Regions from separate parts of the Mus musculus genome. Here all the other regions are linked to region 2. The links are chromatin contacts, called in public Hi-C and promoter capture Hi-C maps. All regions are on one chromosome and are shown on one strand. Each heading gives the region's core, a stretch centred on a gene start, on an enhancer-like site or on the middle of the called end of the contact. The rest is flanking DNA. Distances are from core to core; before and after follow the strand shown.

Region 1 (4,600 bases), core at 40-2,539, 100 kb after region 2:
GGCAAATTTCTGGCTTTTTCCTCACCCCATCCCCCACTCCCCCCACCTCTACTCTGGCTGCAATGACCCATTTCTGGATGCTCAAGGCCAGACAGGGATTTGTTTACCTATAGCTATGGGCCTATCAGATACTCTTCTTTGTAACTGACCAATCCTAAACTAGGGAAAGGGGGACTCATGGTTAGCCTCCAAAATATTTCAAAACCCAAGGGGAAAAAGTGTTGTCCTTTTTCTGCTTCGGTCTGGATGTGCCTGGCTATGTTTGTGTGCTTTGTTTGTTTGTTTTTTAGAGACAGGATCTCTCTGTGTATCCCTGGTTCTTGGAACACTCTATAGGCCAAGCTGGCCTCGAACTGAGAAATCTGCCTGCCTCTGCCTCCTGAGTGATAGGATTAAAGACATGCGCCGCCACCACCCGGCGGTGCTTTTTAACTTTTATTAAAATTTGATACCTGTTGCTGCTACCTACTGTGTCTGAGGTTTTTATTTATTTATTTATTTATTTATTTTTTTTTTTTTAAAAGATTTATTTATTATATGTAAGTACACTGTAGCTGTCTTCAGACACTCCAGAAGAGGGAGTCAGATCTCGTTACGGATGGTTGTGAGCCACCATGTGGTTGCTGGGATTTGAACTCTGGACCTTCGGAAGAGCAGTCGGGTGCTCTTACCCACTGAGCCATCTCACCAGCCCTATTTTTTATTTTTTGTTTGTTGGTTTGGTTTGGTTTTTTGAGACAGGGTTTCTCTGTGTAGCCCTGGCTGTCCTGGAACTCACTCTGTAGACCAGGCTGGCCTCGAACTCAGAAATCCACCTGCCTCTGCCTCCCAAGTGCTGGGATTAAAGGCGTGCGCCACCACTGTCGGGCCAGATTATTTTCCTGTTGCTACCTGCGGTGCTGGTCCTGTCTCACTTCTTTAATTGGCAAAGGAGATTGAACTCGATCCAGACCCTAGGACGATATCTCCGCCCTTTGTACAAGGCTAAATGCAAGCGTTCAGGTGGCGGTGGGCTCTTGCACAGGATGCCATACCTCAGGATACCTGCGGAGCGAGAAGTTGTCATTTTTAAACGGTGGGAATAAAGTTGGCTTGCTTTATGCACTCATGGATTGGTGCCAGCTTCTGTCAGTCAGGTCTGAGCCGGATGAGAACTGAAACCCTGTCCAATCGAAGGCGCCGGGGTGAGAAACGCGCAATCGGGCGCATAGACAAAGGGAAGGGGGCGGGCTTTGGCGGTCCGGCCTTTGTCTCTGACGTGACAGCATACCACCATCTTGGGATCTGGAGCCGGTGTCCCAGGTTCGGGGGACTCTGTCGGTACCGGCACGGGTCTGCGCCGCGCAGCGAGGACGCGGGGTGTCTCGACTCCGCCATGGTGAGCGCGGCGTCCCCGCGGAGCCGGCGGCTGCAGAGTCCGAAGCCCGAGCCCTCCGCACCCCAGCTGTGGGGTGGGGGCTGGGCCCCCCGAGTGTCCTGTCGCGTCCCTGGTCCTCGCGTGGGGACTCGAGTCCCGCCGCTGTGCTCTCCCTGGCTGGGATACTGGAGCGCAGGTCACGGTCCTTGGACCGAAGTCCCCCGCGGGGTTTGGGGCTTGCGGCACATTCTTGCAACCAGCTGTTCTGAAAGGACTTGTGTCAGCTGGACAGTGCCAGCAACCGACCCCCCAGGTTACCTGGCCCCAGTGAAGGGTTGCCCCAGGATTTTCCTGGCCCCGCGACTCTGCACGACCCAGCCCCATCACCTTCAGCCCTGTATGCCCCTTGCTCTGTGGCTTGTTTCTGAATTTCAGGATCGCACTGAAGGGTGTTCTTAACTGTACTGATTTTAGTATTTAGTTTTTAACTGTACTGATTTTAGACGCTAGTCCCTTGATTTCTCACCTTTTCCCCTCAGGGCATGTATTTTCTTGGGTCCCGTTCTCTAGGGCATGGGTTGGAATCTGAGTACCTACCTATTCTCTGAATACCTTACGTTCTCTGTGATGGAGCCTAGGAAATGCATACTAGGGAAGTGGCTCTGTCGCCAGCCCAGCCCCCACAGAACAGGAATGTCAATGCCTTGGGCTGAGAATCTAGGTGTCCAGGTTTCTTCCCAGAGGCAAAAAAAGAATTGAAGACCTAGGGACCGAGAAAGTAGAGAAAGGTAAACCCCTCACCTCTGCAGAGGTGACAACAAGCATCTCTTGAAGCAGAAAGCCGCCTGGCAGGCGGAGGGGAGGGATGGATCTCCCTGAGCACATGAACCAGCACTCTGCTTCCCTGGCCGTCTTTCTTTCCCCACCTCTGTTTGCATTTCTCTGTTGGCTGTTCTATGAAGCCTAGAGCCAATAGCTCTCCTTGCTGCGACTCTCAACCCTAAGTAGAGATGGGATAGAGGCTCTCTGGACACTTTACTGAATGGTAAGTTGAGGCCAGGGAATGGTTCTAAGTATGAATGACTTCCTCAGTGCCTGTCACTGGTCAGCCAGGGTAGTCATAGAACTCAGAAGTTGGTGTCTACTAGACTCAAGGAGACTCCCAAAGGGATGGGAGAGACAGTGTTTGCCAATACCCCTATAGTCTCAGAGGATGAATGAAGAACTGAGGAGTCTGTAGGAGGGATGTAGGCCTGAGAAAGGGTGTGATGGAGGAAGGCAGGGTGTGATGGAGGAAATAAGGGCCTGAGGGAGGAGGTGAGGGCCTGAGGGTGGAAACCAGGACCTGAGAGAGGAGGTGACAATCTGAGGGAGGAGGCCAGAGCCTGAGGGAGGAGGCCAGGGCCTGAGGGAGGAAGTAAGGGTCTGAGGGAGAGGATGCCTCAATCTGAGAAAGAGTTGATGGAAAGGGATTTGAGGATGGGACAACTGAAAAGAGATCTGATCCTGAAGATCAGCTCTGAGGGAGGACTCAGGTTTGAGGAGATGTGAAGAGTGAAGGCAAAGACAGACCGGATAGAAAGGAGAAACCTTAAGGCAAATGGGAAGAGAAAGGAAGCCCCCCCCCCCCCTCTGCAGGACCCCTTCCTCTGGAGTCTGACGAAGTCTTGTCAGCTGAAGCTCAACTAGAATAAAGCTGTAAAGTTGCCAATGCAGTCTTACTTCTGTATTACAACACCTCCATTAAAAATCAGGTAACCAGCCGGGCGTGGTGGCGCACGCCTTTAATCCCAGCACTTGGGAGGCAGAGGCAGGCGGATTTCTGAGTTCGAGGCCAGCCTGGTCTACAGAGTGAGTTCCAGGACAGCCAGGACTGCACAGAGAAACCCTGTCTCAAAAAAAAAAAAAAAAAAAAAAAAAAAAAAAAAAAAAAAAAAAAAAATCAGGTAACCTTGATTGTTTTGCAGATGTAGACTCGAGTTTTCCTGGGAAATCCTCATGACATACTACTTCCAGAAGGCCCAAGGGAGGAACTCTATTCCCTGGAAGCTGGAAATGGTGAGTTTGTGGTCTGGCTCCCACATCCAGGGGAGGGAAATCTATAGCCTGCATACTTGGGCTAGTCTAGGTCCCTGCTGTCTGTGCAATGTGATTATGGGGTGCACTCCCCCCATCATCTCCTGAGAGGTTTGCAGAGCATTCAGTGAGTGGTTACCTGATCATGTCATGCCGTCTCTGTAGTGAGAAGGAACATAGAGCTTAGCTGGCTACCTCACTGCAGCCAGGAACTCTGTGTTTGTGGGGTGCGTATGTGTGAAAACTGGTTACCTCACTGCAGCCAGCAAGCAGGAAGGGGTGGGGTGGTGAGGACACTCCAGTAGCCCTTCTAGGACATGTCCCTGATGACCTTATTTTCTGATACTGGGCTCTGTCCAAAGGCAGTTGAATAGATTATTGACCAAGACTGTTGCCCCTGGAGTTTGGAGTGTCATTCAGTTCCAGTATAACCCTGAGTGTGCATGCTTTTGTTGCGGGGTTGCTCATTCTGTCCCACTGGTGGCCGTGACCCTTACTGTGCTGTCTCCCTGCAGAGTCGGTCACTGTGATCCTGTAGTTTGATGCCAGTTCTTACAAGGATGTTTTGCTGGTGGTGGTAGTTTTTGAGACAGGCCTCACTCTGTGGCCCTAGGTAGCTTGGAGCTTGTTCTGTGGGACAGGTTGGGCTTAAATTCACAGAGATCCAGCTGAGTGCTAGGATTAAAGGCAGGCATCACCGTGTCTAGCCTAAGTGTGCTCTTCACAATCAAATTATGTTGACAGTTTGGGGCTTTTAGTGTATATGTTGAGGACACTGTGTAGGACAACATTTTTGTGATGATCTTTTGTATTAAGATGAGTATTGAATCTTTAAATCTCTGAGCAATACGGATATCTAGATTTAATTTCTTACCCTCTGTGAGCATGAACTACCTTTCCCTCCCCGTACCCTTCCCACACCCCCTAGTGTGTGTGTGTGTGTGTGTGTGTGTCCTGAGATAAGGTGTCACTGTGTATCCAGGATATCCTTGAAGACACTGTATAGTCTAAGCTGCCTTCAGAGGAGTAGCAGCCCTCCTGTCTGTGCTGGGGTTCTGGGTCCTATGGAGGCTGTTTCCTCTAATTTTGAATTTGCAGGAAAGTGGTCTTTGATTCTTCAGCTAGTAAATTGTAAAGTTAGATAGGAGATACAGCTCAACGTGTACA
Region 2 (4,281 bases), core at 507-3,006:
AATGACTTTCAGTTTGGGGGAAAATAATTTTAATTGGTGTAGTTTCTAAACCCAGTGACTCACGTGGCAACAGAATCTATTGTCTTGCAGGCAATGATTTTAACTGGATGATAGGGAGAGTATTTTGCCACCCACAGGGCATTTTTGGTTGTCACAATTCTCTGTGTGTTAAAACAGTCGCTCACAATAAAGAATTAACTCCTTCAATATTAAACTGCTGTGGCTGAGAGGCCTTGTTCTATATCATAAAACGGACCGGAAGTTTTCATTACCTTTGTTAGTGTACATAAGAATGCATTTCTTTCTGGCATCTCCTGTTCGATCCTGGTCTCTAGTAAGCAAGTATCCCATCAGCCCGACTACGCAGCTGCATGCACACGGACCACTGAGTCATCCTCATATTTGCCACTCTTCTGCCAGGCTTGATGTTTTAAAGCAACGTTTTGACATTGTATTGTTTTGGGAGTTTTGTTTGTTTGTTTTTAGAGACAGGGTATCAGTGGCTGGTCTGGAACTTCTGTAGACCAGGCTGACTAAGCTCACCTGCGTCTGCCTCTGATAATGTGTTTTAAGGTGAAAGAGTTATATCTACATCAAATCACAATTTTAAAAAGCCTAATGCCAATTTAAGTGGCCTCTAAGATCTTGGCTTTTATAACTGCATGTCTCCTGTCAACATAACAGTGGAATAGTCTGTAGGTTATCGCAATCGCACAACAGTAGGTTCTGTGTTTTATAACACTGAACAGCAAACAGTGTAAAAAAATTAAGATGAGAAAGTAGTTTCACTTAAAAATAATTTAGTTTTTCAGTTTAAAAAGTTCTGCAATAACATATAATGAAAGGAGTTTCAAAGTACCATAATGAAACCTCTTACTTTGTATGCTAACTTAAAGAATGGTTTTAGCTATTGATGTCCATATCTTAGCACTGGGGAGACTGAGGCAGGAGGGTCAGGGGTTCAAAACAACTAATTTGGAAAATTGGTCTACTGGGTACTGCAATAGCCTGAAGCTAAAAGTTCTAGGCTTATTTTTGACTCTACTGTGGGAATTAGCTATTTCCCTTTATTCCGTTGTTTTGGTATCTGTCCTGCAGAAATGTTTTCATGCAGAATCAAATGCTAGGAAAATGACTCTGGAACTGTTTAATATTATTAAAGATTTAAATAGGGCTAATATGCATATCTATTCAAAAATGAAAGACAAACTTTCCAACCTTGGATCTAAACACCTGCTCTTATTAATAACATCAATTCAAAATGTTTGCTAATAAATGCAAACAAAAATACACAACATACACTGAAATGTAGAGATGTGTTTTCACAGCTGATTTTTTTTTTTTCTGAACATTCTAGAAAATATAACACCTTACTACACACCTAAAATGCTCTGGAATCGTATTGGACTCTACACTCTCTAGATTGCACAGCTCTTGCCCCTCACCTCTGCTGGGCTAGGGCTGTGCGACTGCACCTGGTCTTCCGAGTCCCAGACCCAACGGTCTCCACCCGCTGCAGCCGCGCCACTTGGGCCAGCAGTGCCTACACTCACCCGTTACGCGAATAGACTCCAGCATCGTCCCGCCAAGGCCAAGGCCAAGGCCGGCGGGCCGCACCGACGAAAACTCCCGTAAGGCAGCTCGAGACCAGATGGGGCAGGACTGGCAGCGCAAGGTGGAGGACCACGTCTTACCCAGAGGCTGGAAAGCGCTCTGGCGGTTCCACCTAGTCTCAGAGCTAAGAACCCGCCACGGTGACGTCGCTGCAACCCCGTTGCTAGGAGACGATCCTGCCTTCTTCCCGCACTCCACGCCACCAAACATGCTCGCCGCTGGAGGCGCTCCTGCGACTGACACCCTGCTCGTAGGGAGAGAAGGGAAGCGAACTACAACTCCCAGCGTGCACAACGCGGACCCGTGCAAGGAGCTGGTCCGCAGAGGCTGGGGTGTTTGTGTGGGGAGGTCGGGATCTGTATGAGGCTCAAAGGGCTTCATTTCATGATGGTAGAGGGAAATAGAAATGGTGTAATAATTCTGAGTTTTAGTTGACCAGAGCAAATTCAGACCCCTGACCTTCCAGCTAATTTACATGGTATGAAATAAATAGGGCGATTTTAGAAGAAAAAAATGGCCAGGTATGGTGGCACACTCCTGTTATCCAAACACTTGAGATGTGCAGCAAAGATGATCAGGGGTTCAAGACCATCATTGCTATATAGTGAATTTTGAGACCATCTTGACTATACAAGAATGTCTAAAAAAAAAAAAAGAATAAAATAAATAAATGCAATATTTAATTTAAAAAGGAGATCTGGAGAAATGGCTCAGCAGTTAAGAACACTGACTACTTTACAGAGGACTTGGGTTTGTTTCCTCATGGCAGCTCACAACTACATGTAACTCCACTTCGAGAGCACCCCATCCCTCTGGCTCTCCCCAGGCCCATACTCGCAAACACTCATGAAATACACACAATTTTTTTTAAACTGAATTGAAAAAGGAAACAGACTGTGGGTGTAGCTCAGATGGTGAAGGGCTCTCTTTAGCATTCAGAGACCCCTGAATTTAATCCCCAGTACTATACAAACCTGGCCTGGTGGTACACATCTCTAATTCCAGCATTCAGGAGGTAGAAGCAGGAGGATCAAGATGTTCCAATTCCTCTATAAGCTTGAAGCCACCCTATATTATATCTATATTATATTATGTATATATCTGAGGTTGCATAAAGGGGTTTTGAGAGGGAGAAGTTGATAGTGAATAATTAAATCATAAATTTACTTTAAATCTATTATTTGTATATATAGAATTTTACCATTTTAGAATATGAAAGCTAATTTCACACTGAGATGGATGTGCTTGTTTATTTTTACATAAATAATCTCAGCTGAATATTTAATAATGCAGGGCACAGAGTATCTTCAACACAGTTCTGTGCGTGTGTGTGTGTGTGTGTGTGTGTGTGTGTGTGTAAGCACTTGTATGCCTTGATTTATGTGTGGAGGTCAGAGGACAACTTGCAGGAGTCAGTTCTCTCCTTCCACCAAATGGGTTCTGGGAATGGAACTCAGGTCGTCAGCTTGGTGGTAGGTGCCTTTACTGCTGAGCCATCTCACCAGCCTGCATCTTCCACATTTTTCAGAGGTGATTTTTCTCTTTCACTTTTATAGTTGTCAATGCTGAGAGTACCATTTTACATAAGCTCACAGGATAAACTCACAGAAGTATGCTTAGTGATTTTCAGAATGTTGGAAATTCTGTCCTAATCCCAAGACAAGGTTCATTTCAATCAAGAAAGAAAACTGGAATCAGCACATCCTTTGGCAGGGACACAAGCTTCATGTAGGCTGACCTAGTACTCACTACACAGCTGAGGAGAACTTTGAACTCCTGACCCTCCTCTCTCCTCAGCCACTTAAGTGCTGGGATTACAGGAGTATACAACCTCACACAGCTTTTAAAAAATTGTTCTTAAAGATTATTTTAAAAATTTAATGTGGTCTTTAAAAAATTATTTGTGGGTAGAGTGTTTCCTTTCATGTGTTCCATGTGTGTGCCTAGTGCCCATAGAGGCCAGAAGAGGGCGTCAGAGTCCTCAAAACTGGGATTATGGATAGCTGTGAGGCACTGCGTGGGCGCTGCAAAATGAACCCAGGTCCTCTGCAAGAGCAGCAAGTGCCTTTAACTACTGAGCCAGCCCTCAGCCCTTCAAATGCCAACGTTTAAAGCAAAACATTCTAAACCAGTACACTCATAAGATATATTAGGTACTTACGTGCCGGGGAGTGGCGGTGGAAAAATACTAAAAGCCTTTGTCTCCATAATTAATCCATCACGTTATGTTTCCATAAGAGCAGAAAACCTTATATAAGCACTGCCACTCTTAACATCAAATCGTGTAGAATTCAAGCTCAGGTGTTTCAGGTAGCATTCACTTTCACTAGTGTTGATGGGTGACACCATATACAATAGAAAATACATATTTTGTGTTCAGAGCCAAAGCTGCAGTGACATCACTTGCTGCAGTGCCGGTGAGTACTGCCCAAAATGCTCCAGAGGGATTCAATACATTTGATTCGGAATCAGTGTTTTGGCCTGAAATGTTTTACTGTTGACAGAAATTTTCCCAACCCCCACATTCAGTTACATGACCCCATCTGGCGTCTCAACCCTCAGTTTCTGAAGCTGAGTCCTGGATGATCCTGTAGTCTCACCATGACTCAAATCTGTTTTCAAAACCCAGTGGCCAGAGGGATCTTGCTGCCACGGGATCATGCCACC
Region 3 (4,667 bases), core at 1,491-3,990, 65 kb after region 2:
TTAACATGCTAAAACCTAAAATTGTAACTTATTTAGTAATTCAACTAGTCTTAACACATTGAGTGATTCTGGGTCTTTTTTTCTTTTTTCTTTTTTCTTTTTTTGTTTATTTTAGATAAATTTTGATGTAAGAGAACAGGAGCTACTGGGCTATTTGTTCCAGGAAAAGGTTGCTTTATTTTCTTTATTTGAAATTAATATGCTTAAGAAGTCATTTTCTGCCTGTGTTATTTCTTAATCATCCTTATACTAATGCTGCTGATTAAGTATATGTTCTAATGAATAAATTAAATTTAATAAATTTTTTAAAATTAATTTTTTAAAAAGAACAGTAACTAACCAACCCTTGATTTTTAGTCCATGTGTGTTTGTTTCACTAAACACTCTTGTGTATTTTTGGTATACTTGAATAATTAACAAAATATATGTTATATATGAGACAAAAAAGTTATTCTTTGGGCTCTTGGGTATGGCATCTTTTTCTCTACTTTCAAAATTCTTCAAAAGGTTTTTTTTTTAATTTCTTGATAATTTTCATTGCTTTGGAATTTTCTCTATAGTTTCTTCTATTTTACGATTTTTCTTTTTTTAAAGATGGTTTCATTTATTCTTGGCTGTCTTCAAACTTTACTATGTAACCAAAGGTGACCTTCAACTTGGGATTCTCTTTACCTTCCAAGCTCTCTGATCACAGCCATTGGTCTTCGTGGCTGGATTATGGATGGGGTCAGATTCAGGGTTTCATGCGTGGTAGACAAGGACTCTACCGACTGAGCTGCATCCCCAGACCACCTTTTACAATTTTTAAAAATCTATATTCGCTTCCTTCCTTCCTTCCTTCCTTTCTTTCTTTCTTTCTTTCTTTCTTTCTTTCTTTCTTTCGAGTACATGGATGCTCTCCTCAGGCACACCAGAAGAGGGCATCAGATCTCATTACAGATGGTTGTGAGCCACCATGTAGGTGCAGGGAATTGAACTCAGGTCCTCTGGAAGAGCAGTCAGTGCTCTTAACCACTGAGCCATCTCTCCACCCCTCATATTTATTTATTTATTTATTTATTTTTCATATTTATTTTTATCAGTACTAATTAGAATAGGAAATTAATAACTATGTTTAAGATTAAAAGTGTTCCATATTTGACTTCTGATATACTAAAAGCTATTGGTATGATGTTTTAAGATTGTTCTTATAGAAGCCGGGCGGTGGTGGCGCACGCCTTTAATCCCAGCACTTGGGAGGCAGAGGTAAGCCGATCTCTGAGTTCGAGGGCAGCCTGGTCTACAGAGTGAGTTCCAGGACAGCCAGGGCTACACAGAGAAACCCTGTTTCGAAAAAAACAAAAGAAAAAAAAAAAAAAACAAAGCAAGACAAAAAAAAGATTGTTCTTGTGGCTATGAGTATTTTGGCTGCATGTATGTATATGCACCATGTATGTACCTGGTTCCTGCAGAAGCCAAAAGGGGGGAGTTAGATGCCCTAGAACCACAAGTAGGAGATTTCCATGTTAAATGAGCTGATACCTAAATTAAAAGCTGAATCCCGGAGCCTAAATCATGAATCCCAGCCAGTTGCAGACTTTACTACGCTCTTTATGCCAGTGCGACATCCAGCTTTATACTTTAGTGGGAAGAGCTCAACTGGCTTGAAAGAACCACTGAGGTGTGTGGAGAGGTTTTCTTTAGGAAACGGTAATGTCACTTAATATTTTTTAGAGAAAACAGTAATGAAATAAAACAAGTATAGACTTAGAGGGCTTTGACGTTGGAGCCAGAGTGACTGGGCACTCTTTCTCCTTAGACAGTTCTTACTGTGTAGCTCTGGCTGCCTGGGTATTCTTGGTCGACACTGTTTGCCTTGAGCTTGTCTTGAACTCATAGTGATCCTCCTGCCTCTGCCTCCCAAGTGCTGGAATCTAAGCCATATGCCAAGCAAGACATCTGACCAATCAGGCATTCTTATCTGTAAAGAAATTCAATTTATGCCTTTTTGTCCGTGTAATTATTTCTGCCTTTTTATGCTAACCTGTGCCAGGGTGTGGTGACTTGCATTGTTCATTCATCCTGGATATCTCTTAATAGTAATCAATGAAGTGTAGATGGCCTTAGAAAGACTCGGGCAGAACAGATTAGGGCAGGAGCCTTTTATTCTGTGTGTTAGTAAGGAAGATTTGACATGTTTTGAATTTGGTTTCTTGTTTTTGTTTTTCATAACAGGGATTTTGTGTGTAGCCCTGACTGCCCTGGACTCACCCTGTAGACTAGGCTGGCCTCCAACTCACAGAGATCTACATGCCTCTGCCTCCTGAGTGCTGGGATTAAAGGCAGATGCCACCACTGCCTGGCCCTTTCTTAATTTTTGAAATCTTATATAAATAAGTATTTCCATACTAGTCACCATGCTTTAATTTGCAAGAAAATATCAACTCCTAAACTTAATTGGTAGGAACAATATAGTTTCAGTTTTATGGTTTTTTTTTTTTTGGTTTTTTGGTTTTTTGGTTTGTTTTTTTTTTTTTTTTTCTGAGATAGAGAGTGTGTGTTGTGTATGGGGTCTTGAGATTCAAACTGAGGGACTCCTGCATGGTCAGGTGCCCCTCACTGATTTTGTCAGCTTTTGCAGCATATATTAAACTTCCTGGCAAACTGTTCCATTTATCTCTGATCTCTATTGTTATAGACTTGACTTTCTTTTTTGAGGTCTCTTGTGTGTTCTAAGCTGACCACAAATGTGTTGCGATCTTCTGTCTCGGCCTCCTGGGTTGTTTGGGTTCAGTTTTTGTTTCAGGTACCTTGAGACTGAGCTGGGCCCTCTGGTCTCCAGCCCGTTTGCAGCTAACATTTGCTCATGAGATCCTGGTAGGGAAGCCTGGTGGGCAGGATGCCACTTACCTGACAGGCAGGACAGCCCCCTGCACCTTGCACAGGGGAAAAGCGGTGCCTGGCAGAGGCTGAGGTCTTCCTGGAGCTTAGTACTAGACACGTACTGCTTTCCAAGTGCTTGGCTGTCTTCACATTATCTTAGTCCAGACATAGGAAACATTTGTTTGATGTCTTTTCTTTTTTTTTTTGAGATTTATTTATTTATGTTATGTATGTGAGTACACTGTAACTCTCTCCAGACACACCAGAGAGGGCATCGGATTCCATTACAGATGGTTGTGAGCCACCATGTGGTTTGTAGATTGAATTCCGGACCTCTGGAAGAGCAGTCAGTGCTCTTAACCGCTGAGCCATTGCTACAGCCCCATCTTTTTTCTTTAACTTTGAAATTATAATTATGTAATTTCCCCCTCTCCTTTCTCCCTTCAAACTCTTCCAAACGCCCATTCTTTTTTTTTTTTTGTTTTGTTTTGTTTTGTTTTTGGGAGACAGGGTTTCTCTGTATAGCCCTGGCTGTCCTGGAACTCACTTTGTAGACCAGGCTGGCCTCGAACTCAGAAATCCACCTGCCTCTGCCTCCCTAGTGCTGGGATTAAAGGCGTGCGCCACCACGCCCGGCCCAAACGCCCATTCTTGCCCTCTTTCAAATTCATGGCCTCTGACATTAATGGCAGCTTCTGACATTCCTAGGAGACACATGTTAGCCATGCTCTCTGATCTCTGACTCTCAGTCCTCCTGCTCCCTCTTCCTCAGAGTAGTCTGAACTGTAGGCCAGGGAGTTGGGTTATAGAGGAACCTCCTGGGACAGGACTCCACAGCTCTGTTTTGGTTGGTTGTAGTCTGCCATAATGGTCTCTGTCTGCTGCAAACAGAAGTTAAGTTTGTTTTGTTTTGTTTGTTTTTGTTAAGTTTACCCAATTTTTTTGTTGTTGTTTTTTGTTTTTAAAGAAATGAGGCCTTTTGTAAGTTTTTAAAAAGATTTATTTGTTTATTTATTTATTTAATGTAAATACACTGTGGTTGTTTTCAGACACCCCAGACGAGGGCATCCAATCTCGATCTCATTACGGATGGCTGTGAGCCACCAGGTGGGTGCTGGGATTTGAACTCAGGGTCTTTGGAAGAGCAGTTGGTGCTCTTAACCACTGAGCCATCTCTCCAGCCCCTTTTGTAAGTTTTTAATCTCTAAATTAGAAATAGAATCCTAGGCACTTAATTGTACAAATCTTTCAAACTTGGTGAAATAAAGTTAGTAGACAGAATCTGGTAATAGTTTTTTGGGGATGTATCTGTCCCTGATTATTATATCAGCCATGGTTGAGAGCAGTCACTACCTTGTGAGTAATGGGACACAGTTTGCATAGAGGCAAACGCACCCCTTCTTCACAGAGGTTAAACAGAGCCTCTAGGTTGAGCTCAGCACTGCTGCGCTGGTACCTCTAGTCCTGTTTCTGTCTTCTGTCAGGCTGACTGACTCCTGGACTCCAGAGTTTTAGAAATCTGCCCCAAGTAAATAAAATGGCACAAGAACTGAGCTCTGTGTTAGGTGTGTTTCAGGCAGTCTTTAAAATGAGTATATGACCTAGAGGGTGGTTATTGTCACATCCCTGTTCTCCTGGGATAAAAATATAGTGTTGAAGGGAAGTATTGTTAGTGCCATGTAGGTCCATAAAGCCTTACCTTTCCTTTATTCAAGGACAGTTAGGAACAGGAATTTACCAAGGGAAATATAGGGTTATTTAAAGCTTTGCCTATCTGGAGAAGATAGCCTCTGTGTGTGTGTGTG

The links. A called contact is a pair of places that touch in the nucleus more often than the background predicts. Capture Hi-C pulls out chosen DNA fragments and counts their contacts.
Region 1: a promoter capture Hi-C map of liver shows a contact between it and region 2. The contact joins the promoter of Zfp810 here to the promoter of 9530077C05Rik in region 2. A contact is called at or near these places in 1 of 39 promoter capture datasets (neural stem cells), 12 of 484 Hi-C or Micro-C datasets (CD4 T cells, CD8 T cells, cerebral cortex and 5 more), 7 of 115 datasets of contacts at active chromatin or transcription factors (the SCID.adh cell line, bone marrow-derived macrophages, embryonic stem cells and 2 more) and 4 of 9 other capture datasets (adipose tissue, embryonic stem cells, liver and 1 more).
Region 3: a contact with region 2 is called in a Hi-C map of CD8 T cells, with 2.7 times the contacts expected there. The contact joins the enhancer-like site here to the promoter of 9530077C05Rik in region 2. A contact is called at or near these places in 4 of 484 Hi-C or Micro-C datasets (CD8 T cells, forebrain, nephron progenitors and 1 more), 1 of 115 datasets of contacts at active chromatin or transcription factors (embryonic stem cells) and 3 of 9 other capture datasets (adipose tissue, liver and pancreatic islet).

Annotation. Positions count from the first base shown.
Region 1 is chr9:22,304,327-22,308,926 of GRCm38.p6, reverse strand. Zfp810 (zinc finger protein 810) reads left to right here and starts at 1,289. Exons shown (of 8, transcript NM_145612.2): 1 at 1,289-1,378; 2 at 3,325-3,415.
Region 2 is chr9:22,409,022-22,413,302 of GRCm38.p6, reverse strand. It overlaps 9530077C05Rik (RIKEN cDNA 9530077C05 gene), which reads right to left and starts at 1,756. Exons shown (of 7, transcript NM_026739.3): 1 at 1,554-1,756. The coding sequence starts at 1,578.
Region 3 is chr9:22,344,749-22,349,415 of GRCm38.p6, reverse strand. The region is part of intron 20 of Anln (anillin, actin binding protein); the gene reads left to right. Among named protein-coding and RNA genes, the nearest start is that of Zfp810, 39 kb to the right of the region's middle. Within about 2 kb of position 2,740, at least 12 of the 459 cell types and tissues checked have an H3K27ac peak or open chromatin away from gene starts, as enhancers often do. A contact at or near this core is called in CD8 T cells, where this site is marked.